Regions from separate parts of the Oryctolagus cuniculus genome. Here region 1 is linked to region 2. Evidence: chromatin contacts called from public Hi-C data. All regions are on one chromosome and are shown on one strand. The core of a region is the stretch at or near the end of the contact, and the rest is flanking DNA. Distances in the headings are between cores, read along the strand shown.

What was found. A called contact is a pair of places that touch in the nucleus more often than the background predicts.
Region 1: a contact with region 2 is called in a Hi-C map of liver, with 5 times the contacts expected there. The contact joins two enhancer-like sites. A contact is called at or near these places in 2 of 6 Hi-C or Micro-C datasets (liver and an unstated tissue).

What each region holds. Positions count from the first base shown.
Region 1 is chr4:63,141,205-63,147,003 of mOryCun1.1, forward strand. No RefSeq gene overlaps it. Among named protein-coding and RNA genes, the nearest start is that of IFT57, 320 kb to the right of the region's middle. Within about 2 kb of position 1,862, at least 4 of the 8 cell types and tissues checked have an H3K27ac peak or open chromatin away from gene starts, as enhancers often do.
Region 2 is chr4:63,005,285-63,010,555 of mOryCun1.1, forward strand. No RefSeq gene overlaps it. Among named protein-coding and RNA genes, the nearest start is that of BBX, 290 kb to the left of the region's middle. Within about 2 kb of position 2,232, at least 1 of the 8 cell types and tissues checked has an H3K27ac peak or open chromatin away from gene starts, as enhancers often do.

The DNA.
Region 1 (5,799 bases), core at 612-3,111, 140 kb after region 2:
TCACTCCATTCTCATGCATCAATCTCTTAAGAAGGTCTTCCCTTTGTACTTAACATGGTGTCCAACCTCTTAACCCTGCTTTGCAAGAAGCAACAGGTCTTCAGCTTGCTTTCCCACTCACTCACTGTTGTGCTAACACCACTTCCTGCATACAACTGCCCACACCTGTCCACAGCAGCACCTCCTTCCCACAGCCCATCCTTGACCTGGCTGACTCCTATCAGCCCTAGTTCTCTGCTTCAAGGTCATTGTTCAGACAGGACTCCCTTGATCCCATACTCCCAAATAATCCAAATCCTTTTATAACCACCACACACTGTACTGTCCTTGGTTGTTCACTTTTATATAATTCCCTTTCCCCATGAGGTTTCATGAGAAGGACCCGTATGTCTTCCTCATTGTGGAATTCCAGTGCTCACTTTCATGGCCAGTCCAACAAAGACGCAAATATTTGTTGAATGAGGGGACAAGTGAGGGCCCTTTAGTGAAAGTTCCATTCTTCTGTGTATTCTCATCCTATCAGCTAGCATCAAACGTGATGTTGCAGATGGTAATTTCCTTGCTAGGTTTCCCTGCAAAGAGCTTGCAGGTTTTGCCCTGGGAAGGCCTTATTTGACAACAGCCATCTTGTCTTCACAGGCACCCCCCTCCGCTTAGGGTTCCAGAGAGTTTAGGACTTTGCCACGGGTAGGAACGTCTCAAACACACTTGCCCCGGCAAGCTAGATACCAGGGCTCTGGGCCATTTATTACCAAGGCTTGAATTTCAGCCCTTTCAAGGTATTCCACATCGGGAAAGCAACTTAGCCTCAGCTTCTTCTTCAGCTCTGAAATGGGGCTAACCATAGAATCTGAGTCGTGGTATTGATGTGCAATGGCTGACACATGCCCGGCTTTGGTTCCCATTAACGCCTGCTAAAGCACTCAACCTTGGAAGGCAAGTCCACAGGCTGAGTCCTACAGCCAGGGAGGCATCTTAGTCTTTCGTTTCTCTTCCCTTCACACGCACCCTACCCCATACCTTTGCGATGCCAAATGGTGGCAAGCAAAAATATGACAGACTTTAACTGCCAATCCTATTCCTTTGAAGATATAAGCAGATCTGAAATTTGCAAGCTAGCAGGCTAATGGCCATTAAACCTTGACGGCATGAATTATGTGTGGGAATAGCTAATAATATTTTAATGCCAAGCCACTCGTTCCTAGAGACTCTTGGTGTGCTGCTGCACTTGGTGGGAGCTCAGTGGAGAGCTCCCCTAGGCAGACAGTAGGTGATCATTTACCTTCGAAACCCAGTCTGCAGCACACCCAGCCCCAGAGCACCGGGAAGAATTTAACATTTCACTCCCACCGCCCTCCCCCACTTCCCGGAGCCAGCCAGGAGGTTTTTCAAAGGAGACGCACATCCCCAGTGTTCTGTGTAGGTGGCCGAGGGGGAGGAGGTGAAATGCAAGCTTTATTTTCCCGGTTGCCTGTCATCCAATTCCTCGCTCTCCTCTGACTTTCATGAGTGATGAGGTCATCTCGGCGCAGGAAAATCAAACTTGTATTTTTCAAACCCAATAAAGGCCAGCATTGTATGTCTGCGTAAACACAGGGGCCAGACGGGTCGGGCGGCTGCCAGACGCGCGCTCCGCCCCCTGGCGGTCACACGGAACTGCGCGTCCCGCTCGGCCGCCGCCGCTAACCAGGGAGGGCGAAGCGAAAATGCAAGCTAAAATTAGATCAATAGTCAGCGCTGCTGTCTCAATCAATGCTTCGCAGGGAGAGCATACAACCGTCTATTTATAAGCTAAACCCAGCATTATCTTCCTCCAGTAGGACGTGGAGATCCATTACTGCGCGCGGCAGGGGAGAGGCTGCTGGCGGCGCCCTGCGTGCCGCGCTGCCGCCTCGCCCGCTCCGATCGCTGCCACCCGCGCACCCGCGCCGGGCCTGCAGCTGGACAGTCCGCACCGCTGATCCGCGGCCCCTCTGCTCTCAGCAGGACTCTGTTCCCCGGCCTGGCCCCTGCCGACTCACTTCCGCCCATTTCTTGCCTGGCCGGAATCCTAGGCCCCTTAAGCAGAGAGGCCAAGGGCTCCCCCGCAGGGTGCACGGGGCCTTGTTGTGAACTTGGCGGCCTGTTGGCAAAGGGTTGCAACTCGCTTCCCCAAGGTGCCCTGCATTGCTCAGCCCTTGCTCAGACGACTGCGGCTGCAGCCCGCCCCCCCCCCCCCCCCCCCCACAAAGCAGGATAGCAGTGGATTTCCTGCTGGAACTCTGCAACTCTGCATAGTGGTTAAGGTCTTGGCGAAGTGGAGGGGCTTCCGTCAGCCCCAGACTCGCTGCGATAGCTGAGCATAGCCAGGCCCACCACGTAGCAGACGTCTCTGATAGACGAAGAAATGTGCACACCCAATGTGCGTTAACGCTGTAAATTGTTTCGAGTTTGGAAAGATGCTACAGAGTGAGCGGCGAAACCTGACAGCGCACGACCGCCTCCAAACACAAGACCCAACATTATTGTTTTAGATAAGATGCGTATATATATAAGAGATATTTTGTTATATATTTGTTTTTCTTAAAACTTGCTTCTCTGTATTTTACAACGTTCTATAAGCACATGCTATTTTTATGATAGAAAATCTGTAAAGACTCCAAGAATTTTAACATCAGCTTAAATGTACATTAGCTGTATTTATAGAATCAATTTATTAGCTGCTTTTTCCTTCGACATAAAAGGCTTTTGAGCTAAAGATAGAAACAGAGCATTCTTTATTGAGAAGCAACCTTTTTTTTCCTCTTCCAATTCTTGTTGGCTTACTTCCAAAATGTAGCCTGTGCCTGCCCCTTTCTCACAGGCTGCCTTGCTACCGGCTTAACTAGGGGTCATCATTCACTATCCACCTGGATTCCAGAAATAACCGCTTCTCTCTGTTTCCTGAACCCACTTTCTCTGCTCCTGACCACAGGCCTTACTTTACTCACAGCAACCAGGTTGCTCTTTCGAAATGTAAATGAGATCCCAGTCCTTCTCTTTTGATTTTCGTTTTTGCTTTTAAAAAAGGTTTATTTATTTGAAAGGTTGTGTGTGTGTGAGAGAGAGAGAGAGTGTGTCATGCCATGGGCTGGGCCTGGCAGAAGCCAGGAGGCAGGAACTCCATCTGGGTTTTCCTTGTGGGTGGCAGGGACCTCAGTACTTGAACCATTACCCACTGCCTCCCAGGCACCTGTGTTAGCAGGGAGCTGCAACAGAAGCAGAGGAGCTGGGACTCACCCCGGCACTCGGATATGAGATGTGGGCATCCCGTGTGGCCAATTAACTCATTGCACCACAATGCCTGCCTCTCTTCTGTGTTTTAAAAGCTTTGTTTGGCTTCCCAGGGCACTGTAACTCGACCCCAGATTCTTCGCCATACCTTTGCTTCTCTCTCCTTACCTTCGCTCTTCTCTCCTCATCATGGATCGTCTCACTTTCTGTCATAGCTCCCACATATCCTCTGTTTTCTGATCGTTAAACCCACCAGCTCCTTCCCTTCTTCTAACCCTAGCATTTGATGTCACTCTGTGCAGATCTTCTTTTCCAGGAGATCCCAGGTCTGCTTCATTCCCACGGTTTGGGTGTCAGCTCAGATACCAGATACCTTCGCTGACCACCTTCTGCTACTCTAGAATTTGTTTGCACAGTATTTATTTCAACGCAGCAGTTAACTGAGATTGTTTTATTTATCCACTGGTTGATGAACATGTTATCTCCCTGCACAAATGTAAATCTCATGAAAACAAGTTCCTTCTCTGTCTTCGGGTTCCAGAATACTGCCTGGCCCATAGATGGTTTTTGATAAATATTTATTGAATAAAATTGTTGAGTGTGATTTCCTTGTATCCTGTTTTTAAAATGTCAGCAATAGCATTCTGCATGTCTGCCTTGAATTTTGCAGTTATTTTTATGCCCATATGCTTCTTTCTCTGAAGTGTCAACTCTATGAGGCAGGATCATATTTAGTTCATCATTTTATTCCCTGTGGCCTTATGGAGTCTGGCATATTACAGGTGTTTAACATATTTGTTGGACTGAACTGCAGTAAATGAATGAGTTAACTAGATGATACCAACTTTTCACCCAGGGGAATGCAAAGGGTATGACATCCAAAGGGTTGGGTTATTGGTTTGGTCCTTGTAACATCACAAATACACACACACATACACACACACTCACATGTTTGTTCTTAGTATTTTTTAAAGAATGTTCATATTCATTATTTTACTTGACCCTCATACCAGCTGATATTAGGAACAGAAGCTCAAGGGCATTAATTGGTCTGCTCAAGCTTGCACAGCTAATATAAAGCAGAGACTCCTAGGGCTAAGGCCTGATAATTTCAAACACCCACAAATGTGTATACATGAAAGCACACATGTCCATTCCCACTATTATCTTCCCTCCTCAACCTCATTTGTGGTTTGGTTCAAATGAGATCATAAATGCAAGTCTGGCATATGACAAACTCCCAATAAATGATCATTCCTTCTTCTTGGCCACCTTACAGTTGCCATAGTCTTCTCTATCTTTATAAAGAAGAATGTGTGTGTCTTCACTTCTTTTTTCGTGCTAGACTGATGTCTGGGATCCTCCTTATTGTGAAATTTTAATGCACAATATTAATTGGATACTCACACAGACATGAGCAATATTAAATGGATTTTTGCTAGCCAGCAACCTATTGCTCTTTTAATCTTTACTCTGAACACAAACCAATGGAAACACTTATGAATACCAATCAGCCTAGAGCTTAGTTTAGGTCATAGAGTATGCTGTCAATGAAGAAATGACACATACAATACCAAAGCTTATCAGTCATAAACAAACACTAAACAGCACATAGCCAGAGGGGACAAGTAGTATGCAAAATTACTTTTACTATAAGCAAAACAAAGTGAGAGCCCATTTGGATCATTTATTCATTCATTCTTTGTTTTGTGTGTCAGGAGCTGTATGAATACAGAGGCAAGCAAAAATACTTGTGGTCTCACTACTGATATGGATACAGGAAAAGATAGGGCGTGTATGGTAGATGACTTCAAAGAGGTATCCAGAGTTCAAAGTGGTGGTAGATCTTGAGGGATTACATAGGTTAGGGTAAAGACTCTGGCTTTTCGTCTTAGTGGAATGGAAGGCTTCAGAAGCTTTTGAGCAAACGAATGGCATGATATGACTTATATTTTAACCATCACTCTGGCTACTGTGTAAAGAGTTCTCAGCATATCCCGGGTCAATGTGGTTAGTGGCTTAAAAGATGATTTCATTTGACAATTCTGAGAGGTAGCTCTTTTACAGGTGAGAAAACCTAGGTTGTAGGGAGTTTAATCACTTCACTCAAGGTCACATGGCTAATAACTGACAGAACTGGAATTAAAAGTTGATGTTCTCTACCACTGAAGTCATTAACCACAATATTAGAGGGGCTCCCTAAAAGAGACTGGGATCATGAGTGGTAGGGGGGAAAGAAAACCAATGTTTGTTGAAGGCTTAAAAGTCACTGCCCTAGATTTTCTCGCTAATTTTATTTCATTCTCCAAACAATTTTATCAGATAGGTATTCTTGGCCTTTCTTTACAGACAAGAAGAGGGAAGTTACGTACCTAACCTAAGTTCAAATAGTGGTTAGAAGTCAAAGTTCAAACCCAGGGTGCTTCATCTCTGAAGTCCATGCCTTATTGCCTCCCAGAGAAGAGTATCAAACTTCAAAATATGCTTCTTTATTAAAAAATTAATATTCTGTTTGTTTGAAAGACAGAGAGAGAAAACGCAAGAGCG
Region 2 (5,271 bases), core at 982-3,481:
AACGTCTCTCTAGTTCCTATTTAATCTATAACCCACCCCATTTTTCCCTTCTACCTCATGCCTCTACCCTGGAAGATAGGCACAGCCCAGAAGCATTTCATCTTGATTGCTTCAGATGGAACATTTACAGGTGAATCTTTGAATATGCACAAACTTTCCTTTTTTTTTTTTTTTAACGTATTTGCCTCCTCACCACTCATTGTCCAGAACAAAAAGAAAGGAATGAACTTAAAGAATAGAGGTGGGAGAGTAAAGGTCATTTGGAATTAACCACCAAGATCAGCTATCTCTTTACCTTTTTTGTTTCCAAAGATATTTTAAAACATTCATTTATATGAAGGGAAGAGTAACAGATCTTCCATCCACTGTTTGACTCCCCAAACAGCCGTAACATCCAGGGATGGGCCAGGCTGAACCCAGTACACTGGCACTCCATCCAGGTCTCCCACACAGATGGCAGGGGTCCATGGACCTGGGCCATCTTCCATCACTTTCCAAGGCACATTAGCAGAGAGCTGGATCAGAAGCAGAGTAGCCAGGAATTGAACCTTAATGAAGTGCCAGTGTTGCAAGCCATAATGCAAGTTCCAATATTTTTAACGTATTTGTTCAAAAGGAGCCCTTATGATGTCTTTTTTTTGGGGGGGGGGGGTCTCATTTTCTGTCATTTCTTTTTTCCAGGCTTAAATGACTAAAAAAGGCCCAAGGGCTAAAACTTATAATTGTGTGTGTGTGTGTGTGTGTGTGTGTGAACAGTATGTCCTTACACTTGCCCTGCAACCCAGTTCCCACTGCACTTTCATCCTCCCCCACACTTTGCAAGAGTGAAAATCTACTGGGGGAGTAGAGACAACATTTTACATGAGCTATGAAAGGCAAGTTGCCTAAGATTAAAAATCACAGTCCTAGGTCAGCAAGGCCAGAAATTAAAGCATTATGTGAAATCGCTTTCTGGAAGAGAGAAAATTAAGACTCAACTTGAAGATGCTTTACCCTAGGGAATTTCACAAAAGTTCTTTTTGTAGCAGAGTTCTATGTCAGAATAGAAGAAGGTGAGGACTGGAAGTCTCTGATGACAGGAGTGAGAGGGAGCGTTGTGTAAACAGGTCTCACAAATCATGTTTAGAAGTCAAAATGGTTTTAAGGCCAGCATGAAATATATTCAAGAAATATGTTCAGTTGTTTTTCCGGATCGTGTTTATAATTGGCATCAATGTCCACATGCTTATAAAAGGCCTATTAAATACAATGCATATCTTCCAAAAATAAGCATAGGAAAATAAGAATACCTATAAGCAATAGAAATAACACTAGTAGGGGGTGGTCACCCCCTACAGTAGTGATAGTGTGACACAGCTGTTAAACCACCTGGTCCCCCCACATCCCATTCTGGAGTGCCTGAGTTTGAGTCTCAGATTCCCCCTCCACTCCAGCTTCCTGTTAATGCACACCCTGGGAGGCAGTGGTGATAGCTCAAATACATGGGTCCCTCCCAACCATGTGAGAGACCCAGATGGAGTTCCGGGTTCCTGGCTTTGGCCTGACCCAGTGCTGACTGTTGCAATGTTGAGAGAGTAAATCACTGAAGGATTTTCTCTCTCTCTCCTCCTTTCAAATAAAAAATTTTAAAAAGGAAACTTAATAGTAGGTGCAAAACCATATAATGATTTGCCATATTATTTGAAACATCCATTGAAATACAATTTAATAGGAAAGCAGAATTGATTTAATAAAAAAAATCCTTCCAGAATGTAATCCTTGAGATAAATACTGGGAAAATGTAGATATTGTTTTAGAAAATGAAAACGTTTTACTTCTCATTCTATATCCTGTCTTGGGGATTTAGCAGTGTGTTAAGAATACATTTAAGGGCAATATTTGCACATGAATACTTGAATATTTAAAACCTTTTTATAAATAGAATATAAAGTATTTGACACACTGATGCCAGCCTCACCTGCATTAAAACCTGTTATATGTCAATCAAAATCAAAGCTGTATTGTTAGGATAAAATTGCTTACAAACAGTGTTTCATTCCACTCCTCTGCTGCTAAGCCCATGGGATATTATTTCAACTCATTGCCCTGGCTGCACAAGAGTTCTCCATTACTCACAGATCATATGGTCTCAAATTGCTTATGGCATGCTCCCCTGACAGTAATCCACTCACTCAGCCAGTCTGCATCGGATGCCTACTGTGTGTAAATACCAACAAGCCAGGCTTCTGGGATGTGTCATCTAGTAGGGTTAGAGATGGTGTTGAAATGCAATACAGAGGAGTTTGGGATGGCTGTCTAGGACTGTCAGGAAGAAACGACAGATGAGCTCGTTGGGAACTTGATCATCTACAGTTTGAAGACTTGAAGAAAGAAAATGGGTATGTGCTTCTGTTCTACATTAAAAGTTTTATTTTTAAAGCTCTCTCGCAGAAGAGATTTTGGCATAAGGAAAGAATGAGCTGCGGAAGCAGGGACACAGAGTTGCAAGCTGACAAATCCATGACACAGCCTTTGGGGAAGATGCGTGGTGCCGTCTGGATTTCCTTCACGTACGTCCTGGGCCATGGAGCCTCAGAGCTGTGTTGATTCCAGGACTGAAGTCACTACCTGCTCAGAGAGCACACCAGCCACAGCCTTGGCAGAACCCAGTGCTATTTGAAATCCTAAGGTCAGGAAGTGCAGCTGAAGCATTTGGCCATAGACTTAGGTAGTCCCGGTGGCTAGATAGTGCGATTCCCTGGCTTCTTTTTCTTTCTCTTCTTGCTCTACCCTTCTTGGCTCACCGTGGTTCCAACTCTTGCATGTTGGCTGAAATTTAATTTTTTCGATCGTTGAATTTTTCTTCAGCAATACCCTTCCCCCTAAAAAAAAAGCTATTTTAGATTTCCCTTTCTTTTTCCTGTCTTTCTCCCCTACGAGGAGATGGCATATTTTTATGGCTGGGTGAATGACTCAGGAAATCTGTAGCCAGGGGATTCCTGGAGCAAAAAGGAACTGCTGTGAAGGATTGTCCTTTTTGGTGTGTGCTGCCCCCACTTCGTTTTGGGTCCAGCGTGGGCCTGTGCACCTGCCTTTGGTGATCCACAGCCTTCGCTGCCTGAAGGATCAATATTACAGTACTCTGCATGAGTACTCTTTGGGAGCAAGGGGGGCTTTGTATATAATGTTTAAATATATATATTTATATATACATTATACAAATATATATATGTATATATATATATATTTGAAAGGTAGATTTACAGAGAGGCAAAGAGAAAGAGAGGTCTTCCATCTGCTGGTTCACTCCCAAATGGCTGCAGCAACTGGAGCTGGGCTGATCTGAAGCCAGGAGCCAGGAGATTCTTCCCAGTCTTCTATGTTGGTGCAGGGGTCCAAGGGCCTGGGCCATCTCCCACGCTTTCCCAGGCCATAGCAGAAGCTGGATCGGAAGTGGAGCAGCTGGGACTTGAACTGGCACCCATATAAGATGCTGGCGCTGCAGGCCAGGGCTTTACCCACTACACCACAGCACCAGCCCCTGTATCTACTTTTTAAACTGAATATTTAGGCCGGCGCCGCGGCTCACTAGGCTAATCCTCCGCCTTGCGGAGCCGGCACACCGGGTTCTAGTCCCAGTCGGGGCGCCGGATTCTGTCCCGGTTGCCCCTCTTCCAGGCCAGCTCTCTGCTGTGTCCCGGGAGTGCAGTGGAGGATGGCTCAAGTACTTGGGCCCTGCACCCCATGGGAGACCAGGATAAGTACCTGGCTCCTGCCTTTGGATCAGCACGGTGCGCAGGCCACAGCTTGCCAGCCGTGGCAGCCATTGGAGGGTGAACCAACGGCAAAGGAAGACCTCTCTCTCTGTCTCTCTCTCTCACTGTCCACTCTGCCTGTCAAAAAATAAAAAAAAATAAAAAAATAAACTGAATATTTAGCTCCATCTGCCCAAATCAAAAGCCTGTTTAGAGACTGATAAAGGAGTTATCTTCACCCTGGAAACATCTGCTTTAAGAAACCAGATCATCTCTCTTAGATATGCAAACAGAACTGTGATTTATGTATGAATTCAGAAAAGTTTTAGAAATTAAAGGATCTAATTTGAAGTTCATCAGGCATCTGCCTATGGCCCAAAGACAGAGTCAGTAAAATCCATGTGCCCATAAGATTTATTTTTCTAAAAAGATTTATTTATTTATTTGAAAGTCAGTTACACAAAGAGAGGGGGGAGAGAGAGAGAGAAGTCTTCCATCCTCTGATTCACTCCCCAACTGGCCACAACGGCCAAGCTCCGCCGATCGAAGCCAGGAGCCAGGAGCTTCTTCTGGGTCTCCCATGTGGATGCAGGGGTCCAAGGACTTGGGCCATCTTCTACTGCTTTCCCAGGCCATAGCAGAGAGCTGGATTGGAAGTGGAGCAGCCGGGTCTCGAACCCCACGCCCAAATAGGATGGGGCGGGTATTGCAGGCAGCAGCTTTACCCTCTACTACTGCACAGCGCCAGCCCCACCCATAAGGTTTCATTTGGGCTTCCTCTCTCCCACTTCCAAAAGACCTGACTTTTGAGTGGGTGACACACACAGCAACATCTCCTGCAGGAAACCCACACTGGCGTGTGTGCAGAGGAGGGAAGACCGCTACGTGCAAACACCTCCACAAGCCCACACAATCTGACACTTAGAATTCTAGCCCAAATGTACAGGGATGACTATTAACTATAGTACATTCCAGCCTACAACACTGAAATTGGAACAAGACCAAGAGGGTTTTTTTTTTTTTCTTCTATATATGGGCATTTATCCACGTGAGTTACTTTTTTGGGTTCCCGTTTCACTCCTACCCACACATCCAATATTCCATATGCCTTCTTTTAAACAACAAATGGTTTTCTGGTCCGGGTGTGCATTTTCCCAAGTTGCCTTTGCGTGACATTCTAGCCTGCTGCCACCACTGCCAACTCCGCAGCCAAAGATCTATTTTAGATAGACTTTGGCCCAGCTTTGGAGCCTACCGCGGAGAGCAGCCACAGCAGTGACTGGTGGTGGCTAGACGAAGGAAGTCACGGATTAGCTAATGAATAAACTTTCCCGCGGTAGAGCAGGACTTTGCTTGCATTCAAAGGCAAGGCAGAAGCAGCCAGGAGGCAAGATTCCATAGCAGGCGGATCCCGGAAGCCACCCTAGTCGCTGGCTGCGCAGAGTACTTGTTCCCAACCGTTCACCTTGCCCTGCGGAGCAGCACTGGTGTTGGAACAGAGCCGGGGTTCCGAGAGTAGACGGCTACAAATGAGCAA